Regions from separate parts of the Gossypium hirsutum genome. Here regions 1 and 2 are each linked to region 3. The links are chromatin contacts, called in public Hi-C maps. All regions are on one chromosome and are shown on one strand. The core of a region is the stretch at or near the end of the contact, and the rest is flanking DNA. Distances in the headings are between cores, read along the strand shown.

What was found. Hi-C and Micro-C count contacts between places; a contact is called where the count stands out from the background.
Region 1: a Hi-C map of leaf shows a contact between it and region 3, with 2.7 times the contacts expected there. The contact joins the promoter of LOC107945835 here to the promoter of LOC107893693 in region 3. A contact is called at or near these places in 8 of 34 Hi-C or Micro-C datasets (callus, hypocotyl, leaf and 1 more).
Region 2: a Hi-C map of leaf shows a contact between it and region 3, with 4 times the contacts expected there. The contact joins the promoter of LOC107945842 here to the promoter of LOC107893693 in region 3. A contact is called at or near these places in 13 of 34 Hi-C or Micro-C datasets (callus, hypocotyl, leaf and 2 more).

Annotation. Positions count from the first base shown.
Region 1 is chrA08:77,318,299-77,322,896 of Gossypium_hirsutum_v2.1, reverse strand. It overlaps LOC107945835 (RING-H2 finger protein ATL20), which reads left to right and starts at 1,905. Exons shown (of 2, transcript XM_016879982.2): 1 at 1,905-2,735; 2 at 4,457-4,598. The coding sequence starts at 2,045. It overlaps LOC107945824 (putative RING-H2 finger protein ATL69), which reads left to right. Exons shown (of 2, transcript XM_041074681.1): 1 at 1-56; 2 at 1,285-1,815. The coding sequence ends at 1,715.
Region 2 is chrA08:77,213,001-77,217,408 of Gossypium_hirsutum_v2.1, reverse strand. LOC107945842 (endoglucanase 6) reads right to left here and starts at 2,517. Exons shown (of 9, transcript XM_041074680.1): 1 at 1,963-2,517; 2 at 1,618-1,830; 3 at 1,209-1,409; 4 at 207-296; 5 at 1-89. The coding sequence starts at 2,172.
Region 3 is chrA08:76,889,712-76,894,232 of Gossypium_hirsutum_v2.1, reverse strand. LOC107893693 (ethylene-responsive transcription factor ERF061) reads left to right here and starts at 2,065. Exons shown (of 1, transcript XM_016818750.2): 1 at 2,065-3,713. The coding sequence starts at 2,578. The coding sequence ends at 3,474.

The DNA.
Region 1 (4,598 bases), core at 656-3,155, 430 kb before region 3:
CATGTTCAAGAGTGAGACCGGCCTGGATGTTGGATGCTCCGTTGGTTTTACCAATGGTATGTTTCTATTTTGCGGTGAAAAATTATGGAGATTTTAGTTAAAAATATTGCAATATAGTTGCAGTGAAAAAAAAAAAGTATATATCTTCAGCTACCATAAATATATTCAAGCCTTGCTAAACATTATTTGGATGAGGAATTTATTTGTAAGGACTAAGGAGAATTTTAAAGTATTTTTTTAGTATTTGCTAAAATAAAAATTAGATTTTTCAATTCTAGATATGGATTTTGTGAAATGCTTTTGATTTTTACTAAGAAATTAGTATTTATTGTGTCATTTTATACCAATGTTTTAATTTCTAATTATTTTTTTTTCTTTTTTACCATGTTATATATCTATTCATTTTTTATTTAGTTCTCAAACTTGGTAATTTTTTTTCAACTTAATCTCTAAACTTATTTTTGTTCAAATTAGTCTCAAAATTTGGAAATAAATTTTTAATTTAGCCCTTGAACTTGAATTCCATTAAGGTGTGATGATGTGATCACCTACTTTTTTAAAAAAAAATTATATAAAATCTAAAAATACAAAAAATTTTGAATTATAAATTTTTAAAATTTTTCATGTAATGATGTGGTAGTATGAAAATGTATCATGTCATCACACTTTAAGAGAAGCCAAGTTAAGAGATCAAATTAGGAAAAGTCGTCAAGTTCTAGGACTAAAGTAAATAAAAAAAATGTTTAAGGACCAAGGTGAGAAAAATTATCAAATTGAAGGACTAAATGTTACTTTATCCCTTATTTTTTTTACAAATCTAATAATAATCATAATGCCATTTTTTATTTTTTCTATTATTGTTATTTAATTATTTGATCAAATTTCATTGTTTAAAATTCTTTCTACTTACAAAAGTACATTTATCCAAACAATTCAATTAAATTGATAAAATTATATAAAAAAATCATTCAAGTACACCCTAAAAGTAATTAATACATAATACCCACATTCAATGGTGATATAAAAATATATATACTTGCGTGAGGTTTACTAGTTAATGGTAGTTAATGGAAAATGTGAGGAAAGATAAAAATGGGACATACAGAAAGAAAATTTCAAAATTGCTATCCACTTCTCAATCTGTTGGTGAGGCATCGCTTTCATGCTCCCACAACCACGTCAGGCGGCGATTGAATTTCATACTTGCGTCTTTCTTTTTTCTTTTTTTTTTTTTAAAAGATCAAATAAAATAAGGAAGATATATGTTTCAATATTTATTTTTAGGTCTTTCAAGACATGCTAAATACGGTATAATGTTTGGTGCTGGAATACCGGTGTTGTTCATCGTCGGCTTAGTAATTTACCTCCGCAACAAGGTTGAAGAAGACTACAACAATCGGCATCCAAATCAGCCAGAACTGTTGTCGACCACCCCAAGATTAGATGCTTCCGTCAAAGGTCTCGATGGACAAACCATCGAGGCGTATCCAGTAACATTGCTGGGTGAAAGCCGGCGATTACCGAGGCCTAATGATAATACTTGCCCAATATGCCTTAGTGAATACCAAGCTAAAGAGATGATAAGGACTATTCCAGATTGCGAGCATTATTTTCATGCCGTTTGTATCGACGAATGGCTGAAATTGAATGCTGCATGCCCCTTGTGCCGTAATACCCCGCAAACATTAGCTCCTATTGTTTCATCTTCATCATAACATATGATTAATTTACTTATTTTTCTTTGTGTATAATTTCTGTATGGGATCAATGTTAAAGAAATAAAGTGAAAACCAAACCCATCATTATGATTATTTATTTATTTATTCATTATCAACACCTACCAAAACAATTGAGGGTGACTAGGAAAACACAAAAAAAAAGGAATAAATTTCGTCGGTGAAAACAATACAACATAGTAGACAGCTAAATATTGTTTTTCAGTTTCTTCTGACATGCCAACTCGAGGTCTAGAAGTTTAATCTGCCAAAAAAGCAAGAACAAACTCTACGTTGTTTATAATCCTCTAAACTAACTACTTACATGAATGGACTTCTTTTACGTTATTAAAAGAATGGATTCGATTTCCATTCAACCTTTCTTGTTCATCATCATTTTCTTTTCTTTTCAACCATCAATAAGCCTAGAAATTTGTTCTACCCTATGCGGATCTCAAACTATTCGCTTCCCTTTCAGGCTTATAGACCAGCCCCAATACTGCGGCTATCAAGACTTTAAACTCTCTTGCAAATTCCAGGAGACGACACAAGACGTAACCATCCTCACTTTCCCATATGCCGGTAACTTCAGCGTCTTCCATATCGATTACGCCCAACAAGTACTGCAACTAGGCTACTCGGTAGGTTGCCTCCCGAGAATTCTTCTTCAGGGTCTTAATCTCTCAGGCTCTCCTTTTATGTCAGTAAACACTCAAAGCTACACTTTTTACAACTGTTCAACCATGGTGCAATATCCTGGAGTTTTAAAAATTCCATGTCTTAGTGGGTTCAACTTTTATGTCGTTGCTATACCGACGGATGGTTATACCCCATCGACGTCGGTGTGTTTGGAGATAGCAAAGGTTATGGTCCCAATGTCAACAGATTGGTGGGAGGACGGTATGACTTTGGGGTGGAACCAACCTGATTGCCGTTGGTGTGAAAGCCATCAAGGAACTTGCCTATTCGAGAATGTTGGTGCAGGCTTGCAGGTCGGATGCGACAGTGCTATTAAACACGGTATGCTTCATTAACATCTTCTACTCAACAACAGTAAGGCTGTCTTTTTCTTTAATCGTTTAAATGTGTGTTTTTTTTAATGCAAAAAGGTTAAAAGTGAGAAAAAAACATGCATAAACTTTGAAGTGTAATAACCAATAATGGTAATTGAGTTAAAAGAGCAGTTTTTCATCTTTGCATTCCATTGGTAAAGTGGAAGCCGGAAGCTTGTTAAGAAGGGTGATGTGGGGAGTATATAGAACAATTTGGTATTAGAATTAGGATTTACCGATGGAATGCAAACTACATTGGATCTTTCAAATGTGCAGATATCACCTTTCTTCTTCACGGATATTCCTTCAATATTTTTTTTAAGGTAATATTCCTTCGATATCCTGACTACATTCCTCTAGAAATAAGTGGAGTGTCAAAATTTTTATCCATATTTATATTTAATTTTTTCACGATTTAACCATTAAACTATACCCACTTTAGTAATTAGTTCTTTTTCTATTGTATTTTGATACTTAAAAGCTTAACTCCATTATCCGTTTTAGTTACTAAAAGCTAACAATGTTAAAAAAGCTGCCAATAACAACACGCCAAGTCACCAATAACATGACATATTAATTAATGATGTAATATGTTAACCAAAGTTGACCCGTATTCGCCGAGAATTAATTGCATTGATTGACCATTGTTTGGTAAAAAAAAATCATTAAAATTGTAAAAAGTATCATTTTTTTAAAATTATAAAACTGTAAAAGTTGTTTTAAAATATTTAAAAGTTGTAAAAATTATTAAAAACATTAGAATTTGTAAATATATATATAATTATAATTTTAAAATGAAAAAAATATTTTTAAAATTATTAAAAATTATAAAAAATTAAAAAGTGTTTTCAAATTTAAAAGAAATTTTAAAAAGTTGTAAAATTTGGCCTGCCTTAGCATAAAAGAAAATCAATTTGAGATTTATGGCAAATTCCATTTAGAATATCAAGGATGAATGTGAACCAAGTTAGCTGAAACTGATTATGGGAATCGTATACATTTTTTAATATTTTAAAAAATAATTTTCACAATTTTTTTACTTTTTAAATATTTTTTTTCAATTTTTTATAAACTTTTAATGATTTTATTAATTATCATTTTTTTTAATATTTTAAATGATTTTTACAAATTTTTATAGTTTTTAATAAATTTTAATAATTTTAATAATTTTTACAACTTTTAATGATTTGTCTAATCAACGATCAATCAACATGATCAATATAGCATACCATCAGTCAACATGTCACATCATCAATTAATGTGTCATTTCATCGATGACATGGTGTGTTCTTATTTGTCATTTTTTTAACATCGTTAACTTTTAGGTACAAAAAAGGATAATGGAGTAAAATTTAATATCAAAATGAGACAAAAAAAAAATTAGATACCAAAGTGGAAAAATCAGCATAGTTCAAAAGTCAAATAATGAATAAAGCCTTTATATATATATATATGATTTATTCTAAACTTTGCCCCTCTATCTTATGAAAATTGAAAACTTAATCTTTTTACTTTAGCAATGTATCATTAATTGTTGACCCAAAAGTTAATAGTCTAATAAATTAAAATAAAAGACTAACTTTTTAAATTTTACTAAAGTAGAGGGATAAATTTCATAATTAATATATATATATTAGAGCCTCAACCTTATAGTTTGAATTTAATTTGCATTCATCTTTTCTTGTGTAGGGCTTCCATCAAGTGTTAGAGATGCCTTGGTTTTCGGCTTGGGAATATCCCTTATGTGCCTCATCGCGGTTATAAGTTGCGTAAAACTCAACTTTACCGAGGGACAGAACCACCCCAACCCCGAAATCCTCATGACCCACCC
Region 2 (4,408 bases), core at 1,268-3,767, 320 kb before region 3:
ATAGAATCACCATTTTTGCCAAGATAGTTCAAGTAGTACTCATTGTTACTAGCTTGGTACAGCCATGCAGCGGCCCACAACAACTCGTCCTACACGATAACATTCCAACTTAATTAATAAACCGTACCAGTAAACATGCTATTTTCTGCCATTAAAACTATAAATTGCTCAAATTGATTGCTTTGAGAAAATTTAGAAAAGCTTACATTGTAGCCACTGATGGATCGGTAGTATTTTTGGGCAACTGTGATGCTGCTGTCGTATTTACCTCTGTATTTATCAGCAAATTCGAATAGCTGAAAACAAAAACAAAATTTAAAATTAATTATATTGTAAAACCTACTGAAATTTTTGTTTAAGAGTATGGATAGGATAGGTGAAGCAATTTGAGGAAAGAGGCAAGGGCAATTTGGGGATGTAAGTTAAACAGGAGGAGCACCGACAGTGTTGGCACGTGAGAAACGAAATGACTCATTGCGACCATTTTGGGGTACAAATGAACGGTTAAGATCTGCTTGTACGAGAGATCTGTACGGTCATAAAAGATTAATTACCCGTGATGGATGGGGCAAAAGCAAAGTCAAGCGTTCTCATCACCAGGAGTCATAAAATTAGGACATCAATCCACTGGGGTCAATCCGTTCCATTATAAAAAATTATCATCTTATTTTTTATAAATTTTTAAAAGCTTAACATAGAAAATAATAAATATTTACTTGATTTTAAAAAAATAAAAAATTTAAAAATTTAATTGAAGCCAAATTTATAAAAATGATAATGATTTTTAAAATTATAAGAGGCAGGTGATGGAACAAACATGCCAAGTATGGGGCGATATAGAATTTAACTATACCCACCTCTTCTACCCATGATCAATTTTAAACCATTAACAAGAATCTGGCGAACGACACCGTTTCACCCAAAAAGTAGCTACTACAACGGTTAAATGGTTTTTATTTTTCCTGGCTCAAAACAGTGGTAGTATTTTTTTAGAAGAAAGAAGTAAACAGAGGTGGTTGTTTTTATTAAATGAAAACTAGGGTTGGGCACGCCAAGTTGCGAAATTGAGGCCGACAAAAGATTGCGTAATAACAACCGTTTTTTCCTATCACCTTATGATAAAAAAGGTTGAGAGTGTAAGCTAACATGCACCGGCAGGTACAATGGTCCCAGCAACGCGAGAAGACACAGACTGCGTAAACGTATACCTGGTAGGCATGGCGAAGAAGCTCGGTGGAATATGCAGGGTTGGAACGGCGGAAGACGATTGAGGCGGCAGCCATGGCGGCGGCAGTTTCACCTGCCAGATCCGACCCCGGATTGCTTGGGTCTATCTTGTAAGCATGACGGTCGGTGGTCATGTCCTCTGGTCTTTGCCAACAGTAGTGGTCACTGTTACCGTCGCCCACCTAAAATGGATCTCACCAAAATTAATTATTTTTAATTGAGTCCTTTTGAGTTTTAGAAGTATTAAATTCAAACTAATATTTTATTAGTAGCCAAGTGTTGCTATCAAGTTTGAGATTTGAAAAAGGGATTTGGACATATTAGTGACAAAATAATGGAGTGTTAAGAATGGCAAGAAACACGAGGAGGGAAGAAGGTCGGGAAGAGTACCTCTCCATAAAGGACATAAGGTTCGGGATGAGCTTTAATGAGGTAGTCAGTGCCCCACTTGATTGCTTCCATCGCATGGCCGAGCTCTCCATTTGCACCCATTTGTTTCCCGTACTCTATAATACTCCAGGACATCATTGTTATGGTGAATGCCATGGGCAGTCCGAACTTCACATTGTCCCCTGCATCGTAGTACCCTCCAACCAGATCCACCTTGAGAATTTGTGAAAACAACTTCAACCATCAATACCATAATTTTCGATTCTAAATGAAGCATGTCAAAGAACAAAAGTGACGTTTTGACCGAGAAAACAAGTTCAAGTTGAGAGTGGAACTTTAACTTACCCCACTGGCCTTGCCGTCATTCAAGCCGGAATTGGCTCTCCACGTAACTCTCTGGTTATGAGGAAGGTAACCAGATCTCTGAGCTTCAAAGAACAGAATGCTCTTGCTCAGAGCTTGGTTATAGTCATGTCCAGCAAAAACAAAAGGAAGAAAAAGCAGCAGAAGTAAAGGAGTCATTTCAATCAGCCTCATCAACTTCTCCATGTACATTCAAACTTATCAAAAGACACAATTCAAGTTTCAAGTTCAAACAAAAACAGATCTCTTTCTGCAGCAGAGTGGGGTTTCCTTCAAGTTTATAAAACTAAAAAGAGAAACCCATTTGGAATCGAACACAAAAAATGCAGTCTAGTAAGAGAAAAAGGTAAAAAAATGTAATGAGTTAAAAGAGGCGATAGAAATGAAAGTGAAGAGAGAAAGAGCAGTGGGATTGGGAATTGGAAGAGGAGCTGAAGCCTCTATATATTGTGGAGTGGAGGGAAGGAAGAGCAAGGGAGATTAAAAATTGTGAATTGAAAGTAGTTTTAATAATAATTGGAGGAGAGGGAAAGAGAAAGAACAAAGTCATGTGGGTGTCCCTGGCGCTTTTAGTCTTTTACTGGGTAGAGTCGGTGCGGATTTAATGGTTCTTTTTGGCAGGGAAACTGCTGCTAAACATGATTAAAAATTAATTTCTGATTTTTACTCTTCTATAAAATTTCTTTTTATGCCTTCTCCACTCCAATAAACTTACATTGTTTGTCACTTGGGAATAATGCCCCTGAAATTAAGGCATGAAGTTTATTACGGCTCCATTAAATCTCTGTTGGGCACAGCATGTGAGAGGGTACCCTGTTGTGGGTTACAAATGGTGGACATAATTGGATTTTGCAAAACTTGGCTACTTGGTTTAAGTTTTGAAATTTGTTCACCCATAATTAATGCAAATTATTTTTATTTTTATTTTTATTTTTATTTTATTTTAAATTAATCATCTGGCTTCTGCAGTCTGCGACCTGTCCGTTTGCGTCTCCTGTCGTATTAGGTATGGGAAAATTGCAAACCCTGGATCATCTTTTACAGATGCTGCCACACTGCTTGATTAGGCCCATTATAGTACATATCTAACCCTAATTATTTTAAACATTTTCTTTTCTTTTTTCTTTTTGAATTGTATTAAATATGATTATTTTAAATATTAACTTAAATCTCTTAAAATATATTTATTTTCTCAATTCTATACTTAAATTTATTTTTATTTTATTTTATCTATTTTGTAATGTTGGATAAAAATATTTGTTAGGTCACTTTGCCCAACGAAAAAAATGTCATAATGATCGACCATTGATCGATGTTAATTGACCATGGTAGGCATTGACTTATTATTGATGGTAATTGACCAGATATTAATTTATCATGAGGTGTTATTAGAATATACCACATGTTTCTTTTATTTTTTTAATATTATATATATTATATTGATTAAAAATGTAAAAAATTATATAATATATAATATATATAAATTTTAAAAAAATTATAATTATTATCATAAACAATAAATTTTAAGGTATAATTTATTGACCACACATAAATCTACATATCTTTGGAGAATGAACTGATGTGAAAATCATAAAGAAAAAGATGCATTATTAATGGATAAATGTAAATGTTATATATTATTGATGAAGGGAGTTGAATGTAACCCTAAATTCTCAACTAAAAGCCATTATTTTGTCCAGCTAAAGAAAAGGGGGGTTGAGGTTTTTATGACGATTGGATGTAGAATTAAAATCTAAATATTAGAGGGAATTTGAATAATTGCTTTAATTATTGAGGAAACTTCTCAGCATCAACCGGAATTGTTGATAATGGTAAGTAGGATTCTCCAAACCCGACAACCCCATTTTTATTTTCTCTTTCTCAAATTAGGAGTCCACCGACGGCATCAGGTAGGCAATATGACAAGAAAATAACAATGGCATCCTTTGTAAAATCAACTGTGCAAGATGTCCATTTTCATTTGGCTATTTTATTTAAAAGGTCAAAAAGAGAGCGCTTAATTCCCAACAGCAATCAACGGTCTCCGCCGGAAATTAACCTTTTTCTTTTTTTTTTTTGGGTTGCCGAAAATATTTTTGTCATCTTGCTTTTGCTTTTGCCCTTTCAAAAAAGTAAAAAAAAGTTTTTTATTTTAGTATCATAAGAAGGTTTTAAAAAACCAAGAGATGTGGACAGTGGAGACGTACGGTATGTAAGTCAAAGAGGCAAGCCTCCGCAATTACCGGCTAACGACGGTTCTATCACGACTTCTGATGGTTCTACCTAGGCAATGCAGTCACCGGCTGTCCGGGTGAGTTAGTTTTTGATCAGCCTCCCTAAGTACACCTGCCCCCCCCAACCCACCAATTTTGTTCCCACTTTGACGTGGCGAAATCCATGTTAAAACAGTAACGTTGGTTATAAATTG
Region 3 (4,521 bases), core at 816-3,315:
AAATCTTTACCAGTAATGATATGAAATCACGAGAATTTGCTAATCACACTCTTTAGGCACGTGTCAGTAGACAAGCAAGCATAAAAGTTGAGGCTAGACCACTGGCTTGGTCGGCGTCGCCCTCGCCCTGCACACTGACTTGTCTAGCTGCCAACCATACTGCCAAATCTCAACTTTTTCAAGTGTCCCACACTCAAAATGATTTCTTTTTCTTTTAAGTGAAGGCCTCTGCAACTGAATTTCATCCTTTCGTCAAGAATTTTATCTTAGGTGACTAAGTCAAAAGAATGAGTATGAACTTATTTCAACAACTTCGTTTTGCCACATTAAGATTCTAACTTGGATAAAAAAAAGAGTAAGAGGAAATTAATTTCTTCTAGCTACCCATAGACTTGGCTACCGAGTCTTTATGTATGAATCTATTGAAAAGAAAAGGAAATCATTATTACTCCTAACACTAGAAACATGAACAAACAAACTCATTCATATAGTTATTTTTAAATTTAATTTAACAAAAAAATTATTTTAATTTCAACATTTAAAAGATATTTTTCTATCTCCGTATTATAACTTTTTTTTTTTGATCTGGCTCCGTATTATAACTTATATAATATAAAAAGGGTCATAAATTATATCACATAAAGCATTAATTTAAAAATTCCATTACAATAGAATTATATGAGATCTTTTTAAATTAACAGTTGAAATAAGAATATAAAATAATTTTCAAAGAAAAGTAACTGATTTAACATGTTCTAAGCCATTAGCATAATTTCTTAATTTTTGATGCAACAATTAATTTAAAAAGGATTTAACATGATCACACTATAATAAAATCTCACATTAGATGTTATCCATTTTATGAGATAAAATTAGAAAGAAATAAGAGAGAGAGAAGTTGGAGACAACGTAACATGAATTGAGGATTGACTTGTGAGGCATGGTTAGGTTTCTTTCACATGCAAAATACAGCAATACCCTTTATTTCCCGTTTGAGGTCAGTCCAGCAGATGGGGTATCTTTCACGAGCTTTGTCATCCCCGAAAATACAAACTAGAAAAGAAAAGAAGAAACTTATAGATATTGGCTTTTCAAACTCTACCTTTACGTCTTTAATGCTCCATACCAAGCTTGGATCCCACATTGATAATGATGACAACCTCTATGATTTCATGTAGAAAAAGTCTTTTAACCTCATTCAATCAATCCTCGTTTTTATATATCAACTTTCTTTTTCTTTCGCTCTCCCTCGGTTTCTTCTTTGGGTTATTTAGATAAATACAAAGTGCAATCCAGCAAAAGTTACAGCATGACCCGCAATTTAATTTCTACAAAGCTATAAGCATTGGATTTGCGAATGAAATCATCAAGTCCAGGCGGCATTCTAGTTCTAGTAAATTTGTGTTTGCTTTTTATGTCAAGGTAAGGATCAATTACTCATAATAATACTTTCCAAAGGGTAACGTAACTCACCATGTGCTGCCAAACATTGTTGGTCTGGAAATGAGATATCAACATCTCTTCTCTCCACAAATTTAGGTTCTCAGTTATTTGGATGTTTCCTATTTAACCCCAATTGTATTATGTTGAAAGACTTTTTAACATATATTTAAATCTTTGAACATGTTATAGTATCAAGAGAAACAAAAATAATAATGGAATTTTGAACATTGAAAGTAAAAAGCAGTAAGAGAGAAGGTTTCAGACTTGAATGGGATTTTGGAATTTTGTGCAGAGTTTGAAACCAAAAAAATGAAAAGCGTAGCGTGGTGGACAACTGGGCATAACATAAGACGCGTGGCGCAGAGGAGTTTTAACTTTTGACAACCCAAAGCTGGCTCTGCCTCTTGCAATAAATACAAAAAGTAGCTTTTTAGCAGTTTTGTGCGGGGGACCTCTTCTTTTTGCCCTTTCATGGACACTCCTCCTATTTCTTCTTGCTCAAAAGAATGGGCGGATTTTATAACAATATTTGCACCTCATGCAAAAACACATCCATGAAATTTTAGTATAATAAATTTGGTGGCAAACAAAAATAATAATAATAACTCGAGTTGCATAAGAAGAAGGGAGAAAGGAAGGCATGGCAATGCCCTCCCAATTAACTTAAGATTCCTTTAAATAAGTAATACGATTAATGTAAAAACAACTATTACAATAAAATTAGATATTAAAATAATATTATAGCCTAAACACATCGCAACCCATTTAAAGTTCCATTCAAAGTTTCGTTAGACCGGAATTCAAACTTGCTCTATATCTAAAAGTAAAATCCTAAGCTTTAGCTTTACTGTCCACCACAGCTATAAATACCACCAACCTCACCCTTGGCTCTCACCATATACCATCTGGGTTTCTTCTTCCTCCCAACCAAAATTCTTGTTCAACCCAAGATTTCTTCATTTCCTTAACCAAATTACCCTACTTTCTTTTTCTTTTGTTATCTAGAATTTCACTTTCTTTTCTTTTGTTTATACAAGGAAAAAGGGTCAGTTTTTTTAGCGCCCCTGTTTTTCTTCAATTTTACTCTTATACTCCTTGTTTCCTCTGTTTTGATTCAAATCAAGAATAAAAAAAATGCAAGAAATCAATCATCCTCTTGGATTCAATAATATTGTTAATATTGGATCTTCACTGTCACAGTTGATATTGTCAGGAGGGTCAAATACCTTAGATTCAATCTTCTCTCATTGCGCACCGTCAACGACGACAACATCAACCGCCATCACCACCAACTGTATTTACGAGCCAATAGGCTCTTCAGTCTATCTCCGCCAGAGAGAGCTCCTTCAAAAGTTCAGCCAAGAGAACAACGGAAACGCTTCGTTTTCGGGCAACTCGCTAATGAACCGGATTCCGACCTATCCAAACCCCGCATCGACGAGCAACTTCTATTTGAGTCCTGAAAAGAAGAAGCAATACAGGGGGGTGAGGCAGAGACACTGGGGTAAATGGGTGGCCGAAATCAGACTCCCACAGAACAGAATGCGAATCTGGTTAGGCACATACGAAACAGCCGAAGCCGCTGCTTATGCGTATGATCGTGCGGCGTATAAGCTTAGAGGGGAATATGCAAGGTTGAATTTCCAAAACATCAAGGATCCCAGCAAGTTGGGCTTTGGAGATGGTGCTCGTTTGAGTGCTCTGAAGAACTCGGTGGATGCTAAGATTCAAGCCATTTGTCAAAAGGTGAAAAGAGAGAGGGCTAAAAAGAAAGCCAAGAAGGATCGTCCCGCAGAAGCTGACAAAACAGTTAAGGTGACGGAATCCTGTTCATCGTCATCATCGTTATCGCCTGTGGCTTTCAGTGACAGTGTGTCTGATGGTGGATTTTGGAGATGTGAGAACTCGCCCTCCTCTGTTTCTAACGATTATCCAATGATGATGGCAGAGGAACCCCAATTCGAGGACTGTTTGCTTGCTAGAATGCCATCTTTTGATGCTGAATTGATATGGGATATTCTTGCCAATTAGGATTTCCACTTTCTCTATTTATTTTTTCACCAAAAAAGCGAGAATTTTCAGCACTTAGCTGTTAAAAACCGAGAGACTTTTAAATAGTGTAAATGGTAATTTTGTTGGGATTCTTACTACCTTGTAGTGATGTCCTGTTGTTCAGTGTCTTCGATTTTAGGAACAAGAATGTTTTCTTTCTTGAATGGGAGTTGAAACGCTTATAAATAAATAAAAATTCCGGAGTAATATATTTTCAAGGTGATGCATGATTATTACAAATATGTGGGACCTTGAGAATGTGAATGAAAAATTCCCTCACTTCTTATCATGTCTATTTTTCCACAAGCACCATTTCACTATCAAAGGACATGATAGGGTTTTAAACCAAGCAGGTGAAGTTGAGCAAAGGTTGCGAATAAGATCACTCCCTTATCCTGAAAACACTAGAGCCACGGCCATGCCTTTACCTTCGATTCTGAGAAAGATGGTGGTCCTTCTTCTTAATCAACTTCAATCTTCATGTACATGTACAAAAATATTGAAAGATGCCTATACATGGTACAGAACAAGGTTGAACCAGGCTTAGCGATGGCTGTTTATGGGTTTGCTTTGGTGATTAGGTAATCAAGGTTTAGGTTTATCTTTAATGATGTATTCAGTTTTCAGCAACCTCTTTATTAAACCATTTCTGCAGTTCGATCTGAAGGGGGCCTCTGACCAATAAATGAATTGAAGAGATAAGTTGAGGAGAACTTAACATAAAAGCAAAACAAGCAGAGGAATATTAGTTCATAATTACAGGGGAGTTAAGTTGCAATAGCTCATAAAAGTATAACTTCATATGAAGGTCAAGGACAACAGGAAATATTAGGAACCAAACCAACAGCCTGTAATCTACGTCATAAATTAAAAAACGACCACATCCTTCAATGATATCATTAAGAAAACATTACCGAGGGCATTCTTGTACTTGTGCAAGATTTCAGGCAGTGGTTGTAACAATGAGGATCTGAAAAATACCAATTGCAGGTGGCAGTAGGCCAAGTTCATTTCATGTGAAAAGAA